2 separate regions of the Ovis aries genome follow, and region 2 is linked to region 1. Evidence: chromatin contacts called from public Hi-C data. All regions are on one chromosome and are shown on one strand. Each heading gives the region's core, a stretch centred on a gene start, on an enhancer-like site or on the middle of the called end of the contact. The rest is flanking DNA. Distances are from core to core; before and after follow the strand shown.

What was found. A called contact is a pair of places that touch in the nucleus more often than the background predicts.
Region 2: a contact with region 1 is called in a Hi-C map of hypothalamus, with 4 times the contacts expected there. The contact joins the enhancer-like site here to the promoter of WDR73 in region 1. A contact is called at or near these places in 2 of 16 Hi-C or Micro-C datasets (hypothalamus and tail adipose tissue).

The regions. Positions count from the first base shown.
Region 1 is chr18:21,626,246-21,629,039 of ARS-UI_Ramb_v3.0, forward strand. WDR73 (WD repeat domain 73) reads right to left here and starts at 1,449. Exons shown (of 8, transcript XM_004017765.5): 1 at 1,399-1,449; 2 at 611-678; 3 at 221-309. The coding sequence starts at 1,439. NMB (neuromedin B) reads right to left here. Exons shown (of 4, transcript XR_006056817.2): 4 at 2,473-2,737.
Region 2 is chr18:22,152,056-22,154,849 of ARS-UI_Ramb_v3.0, forward strand. No RefSeq gene overlaps it. Among named protein-coding and RNA genes, the nearest start is that of RPS17, 8.7 kb to the right of the region's middle. Within about 2 kb of position 1,341, at least 10 of the 54 cell types and tissues checked have an H3K27ac peak or open chromatin away from gene starts, as enhancers often do. A contact at or near this core is called in hypothalamus and tail adipose tissue, where this site is marked.

The DNA of each region.
Region 1 (2,794 bases), core at 199-2,698:
TTCTTGCTCTAGGAGCCCTCTGTAAATCACAGGACTTTCTGTAGCACTTACCTCTCTGCATATCTGTCTGTCTTTATTAGACTATAGGGCAGGCCCAGTGCTTACAGTTTCTCTCTCTCTAGTACCCGGGAAAATATTCAGTAGACAAGAGGAGCTCCATAAAGGTTTAATAAACGAGTAGAAGCAGACACATACATTCAGCACATATATTTCAAGTTACCTGGTTTTCTTTCACAGAAAGTCTGAGAGGCAGTATGAGATGAAGAATCTCATTTTTTTTCAGGCTTTCATAGCCAGCAACCAAGATTCCTGGAAAAAGAAGCAGAATATGCTGGGACAAACTGCGAGAAAGATTGTGAACTGTGGCTGGGTCTAGACACTCTGCCATATCTCCCAAAGAAAAAATAAACCCCTTTGCCACTGGTATGCCACTGGGGGATTGGAAGAGAGCTAGATAGAAATATAATGCTGACAGAACAAGAAATTGCTGTAAGTGACCAAGAGGTCCTCAAGCTCTCAGAAATGGTTGGGTCCCTCTAGGCTGAGGTCCTTGAGTTCCAGCTTCAGGAGTGGGATTCCATCTCCTTCAGGGTCACGAAGGGCATCTCACCTTTGTCACCAATCCATTCGAGCACTCGAGTGGCTCCCGAGAGGTCGAATGCATGGAAATCTTGGTACCTGGGTGACAGAGACACGATGTCACACACCGATGCATGGCCCTTTCACGACTGCTCAAGATGAGACGTCAGCATGGTCCGGTGGTTGGGGGCCCAAGTTTTGGAATCAAGCAGAACTGGGATCAAATCTTGTTACATATTTTACCCTCTGTGTGACTGGAACCAGGCCAGTCACAATTTCCCTGAGCCTCGTTCTCATGTGTAAAATGGAACTCCCAGAGTACCTTGACTTCACAAGGTTGGTGTGCGGAATCGAGACAATCTTTGTTTAAGGTTTAACTCAGAGGCTGGTGCAAAATAAATGGTCACTTGCTTCCCGGGTGGCTCAGGTGGTAAAGAATCTGACTACAATGCAGGAGACCTGGGTTGGATCCCTGGGTTGGGAAGATGCCCTGGAGAAGGAAATGGCAACCCACTCCAGTATTCTTGCCTGGCTAAGCCCATGGACAGAGGAGGCTGGCCGGCTACAGTGCATGGGGTCGTACAGAGTTGGACACAACTGAGCAACTAACACTATAAAACAAAAACTATGCTATTATTATCCCCCACAAGCACGGCTCCTACCAGTACTTCACACAACTTGCACACACAGAAAGGTGCCATTTCCCTCCGTATAGGTCCCGCCCCACACCAGGATTCCCCGCATGCTCCACCCCGCGCCCGTCGGCCCCCAGGCCAGTTCCCTGGCCCAGATTCCACGTCCCAAGCCCACACGATTTACAAGCGCAAGGACTCCACCAGCCAGTCTTCCGCGGGCTCCATGGCAACAGTCGCTTCCGGTATTCTATTTCCGCCTCTGACTCTTCCTGGGCAGGAACGGCCTTCTCGCGAGGAGTGGGCGCGGCCTGCTTTGACATGGGGGCGGGGCCCAGAGATGCCCTAGCGCAGGCGCAGACCTGCTGTTCCTTTGCCAGGCTCGGTCTGAGGTTCTCCGGATAAACTCTCCTGGAAAAATGACGTCAAGTCAGGGATTCCCAGGATGTCAATTCCAGACGGGGCCTAAGGGATCAAATACACGCTGGTTTTATGAACGTGTATTTGCAGATCAGAGGAAAAGGCCAGATAAAATCCTCCCTGTTAAATTCGAATAGTATGTAAAACAGCGAGTAGTTTTTTCACTTAAGTATGTCCATGCAAGGACTTCTTGGCAGTGCAGTGGTTGACTTCGTGCTTCCAATGCAGGGGCAAGGGTTTGATCCCTGGTCTGGGATCTAAGATCCCGCGTGCCATAGCGCAGCCAAAAAAAAAAAAAAAAAGTTATGTCCACGCAATATTTAGGATATCTTTTTATACGAAAATATTATTCATTATCTGAAATTCGACTATAACAGAGTGTCCTGTAGGTTTATTTGCTAACAGTCAGTCCCACAAGGCCAGAGAAGAGAGTAAGGGGACACTGGGGTCTGGATCCCAGCTCAGCTCTCTCCTTTGTTAGCGCCGGGCACTCCCCTCAAACCATGGCGAGTAGATGAAATCAGGTAAGCAAAGCCCTCCCGTGTAGTGTACGCGGTTCCCTTTTACAGGTGGGAAACAGGAGAGACTTGCCTCTGCCAGTAGGTGGCAGCGGCGAGAGTAGAAAAGCGGCTGGCAGAGGACCTGGCATCCCCGCAGGCACTGAGTGAGTACCTGCTTGCGAATGAGTGGATGAGCAGAAGCCCAGAATCAATTCCAGGCTGGTGCCGCGGAGTGTTCTGGGCTCTTTGGGGCCAGCCCCATCTCAGTGAACACTGGGTCTTCCAGCCTCCTTTCCCTCCCATCCCCTCCAGCACAGGTAGAAGGAGAGGACCAGACAGTCTACGTAAAGAGCAGGGTTTTATTCACAACTTCAACAGGGAAGCAAGAAATACGGCAGGGACAGCATTTGCATCTGCACCGGCAATATTCCTGACAGCCCAACCGGAAATCACGGTAATGGAGTGACAGAGATGTGAGCCCATGATTTACATCCAGATGGGTCCCATACAGCACCTTCCCTGGGTAGGCACAATCTCAGCCATGTCGTCGTGTCTTCCTGATTAATAGCATCACTTCTGCAGCGTTTGCACCAGCAGCCTCCTGTGCTGAAGGGGAACACACAGAGGAATTGGCCCCCGGGCGGGGGTGGGACAAATGATAGG
Region 2 (2,794 bases), core at 91-2,590, 530 kb after region 1:
AAAAACTTTACCACAGTTAAGTAACACCAAAATTCATGGAAATGATGATGGTTAAGTCTACGAGAGTAAAATTCATTGTGAACAGTTACTGGTTCAGTAACTGAGAGATTTATTTTCTGTAGAATACATACTAATGAATAATGCAATGAACAGCACAGGTTTGAAACACTCTGCATTTCTGCAAGCTTGGAATTCTGTCCAAATAAGATCCCTTCTGCTTTGCACAGATTTCTACCAACATCAGCTATAACATTAGCTCAGCCAATTCCCACTTCAGGTCCTACTGAATCAGTGATTTATCTTTAAAAATATTCTCACCAGTAGCTGTTCCATGCAGATTACTCTACAGACTAATTCTTCAGACTCTTCAAAGTTGGCACCGACTCTTGCATAATGTATTGGTAACATTCTTTGACTTATCAAGAGTCAAGAAAAACCATTTAGAATTATCTACTTTTAAAAAAACTGACTATTCATATTGCTCCCCATGTTTTCAGCTCTTTAAACAACCACTCTCACCCAAGACTAACAGTTTTAAACAGGCTAATTTATCTGGAAGAAACATGTGCAGAGAAAACAAACTCAGCACTGATAAAAGCTTCCCCTGCCCACCTACTGAATGAGCCACTCATACCTTAACAACACTGAAGGCCCACTCTTCTTTTTCAATGAAAGTGTGCACTAACGATTTGTAAAAAATAAAATGTGACGATATGGTAATCAGTAAGGCCCTCAAAACACTATGTGATATGGTAATCAGTAAGGCCCTCAAAACACTATGGCGTTATAAATGTGTAACTGCAATCTGTAGTGTGAAGTGATCACAGTGCCTCCTTACTGTCTCTGTGGCAACTGTGTAATCCAGCCATTGAAGCAGGAACACAGCCCTCTACAGTTTGTAAACAAAAGAATGTGGCTGCGTCCCAATGAAATTCTGTATGTAGACACTGACTTCAATTTAACAGAATTTCCTCAGCCCACAGGATTCTCCTCTTGCTGTTGCTGGCTTTTAAAGCAGTGGTCTCTAACCTTTCCGGCGCCAGGGACCGGTTTCGTGGAATTCTTCCACGCACCAGGGTTGGCGGGGGAGGGGGGGAGCGGGGTATGGTTTCAGGATGATTCCACCTCATTACATTTATTGTGCACTCTATTTCTATGATCATTACATCAGCTCCACCTCAAAACATCAGGCATTAGATTCTGGAGGGTGGGGATCCCTGTTTTAAAGCATTTAGAAATGTGAAAATCGTTTTTAGTTCACGGCTTATTCACACATGGGCAGCTGAGCACAGTTTGCTGACCCCTGCAGTTGAAAAAGAGAAAACGAGCTTCACCCACCTTCCTCACAACTGAATCCGGCTGTTTGCTTTCTCCAGCGTCTAATGAGGAAAAGCGGCAATCTCAAGTAAAAAGAAAGTTAAAACCCCTGAAACTATCAATAAAATAATCAAACATCTGACAAGTTTAATTTAGAAACCAAATGTATCATTTAAAATGATTCAGAGTAGCAGGGAGTTTTCCTACTTAAGAGAGAAAAACTGCAATTACATACCAATAAAACTGAAAATCTTAATGACATAGGCAATACACAGAATATGAATTCATATATTCACGGAGATAGGATATACCTCTATGAATTTTGCCCTCAGATAGAGGCAAAACTTGTGCTTCAATTGTTAAACACGACGACCTGGGTTTCCGCCCCCTCAGGTGGGAGTCTTTCTTCCTTTATCTTTTCAGAATCTTTTGGCAATGGGATGCTTCTCCTTCGGGGCATATTAAAATCAACCTCATCACACACAAAGGCAGAAGTGGAGCTGCTCTGTTCACAGACCGGGTAAAGCACCCTGACTGTTGCTCTATCTCCCCTATGTCAGTCAGAGACTACTTCACAGCGTCCTGGGAACCCATAAAAGGTCTGAGAACCTTTAGTATAAAGACCACTGGCAGGGAGACCCAGATTCTCAGTTAGACATGGAGCTCAGGCCAAGGTGTCCCATGGTGGAAACCAGGAGGACCAGAATGACCTAGGAGCTCAGACACGTCTCAACAGCAGTGAGTCAGCCAAGTAGAGGAAGGACACTGGCAGAGCTCCCATGCTTCAGCCAGAGGAGCTCCTCTTACCACTGTTTTCTTTTTTTAACTTAAAAAAAATTTTTTTTGTTTTGACTTTTACAAATGTTGCTGTACAACGCCAATCAGGCTATAATTATATCTACGTCCCCTCCCGCCCATCCCCAACCTGGGTTCTGATTCAGATTCTAGGGAGAGGCTCTGCATCTCTCACTGTCTTAGAGCTATTTCACAGCTCTCTAAGATGTAGATGCCTGACAATACAAATAACTCTTACCTATAGACAAATGTAAGTAAATTCTGTTGGCTAGAGGTTTGTAGCTGACTTCCCTCTGGTGGAAGAAGTTGGTCTTGTGTCCATTTATAAATTGCCTTCCTCCAAATTTGTCTCTGACTTCTCCTTTCAACTGACTGTAACATCGGTTTTTTAAAAATTAGGTTTTTAAAAAATACTTACCAAGTTCATTTTATATCTGTGTGACAGTCATTTCACTTTGTTGAAAACTGTACTTTAACAAAACTAAGGACAATATGGGCTCCCTGGAGGCTCCGCAGTAAAGAATCAGCCTGCAATTCAGGGGCCGCAGGAGACATCGGTTCCATCCCTGGGTGGGTAAGATCTCCTGGAGGAGGGCATGGCAACCCACACCAGTATTCTTGCCTGGAGTATCCCCGTGGACAGAGGAGCCTGGAGGGCTATAGTCCATGGGGTCAAACAGAG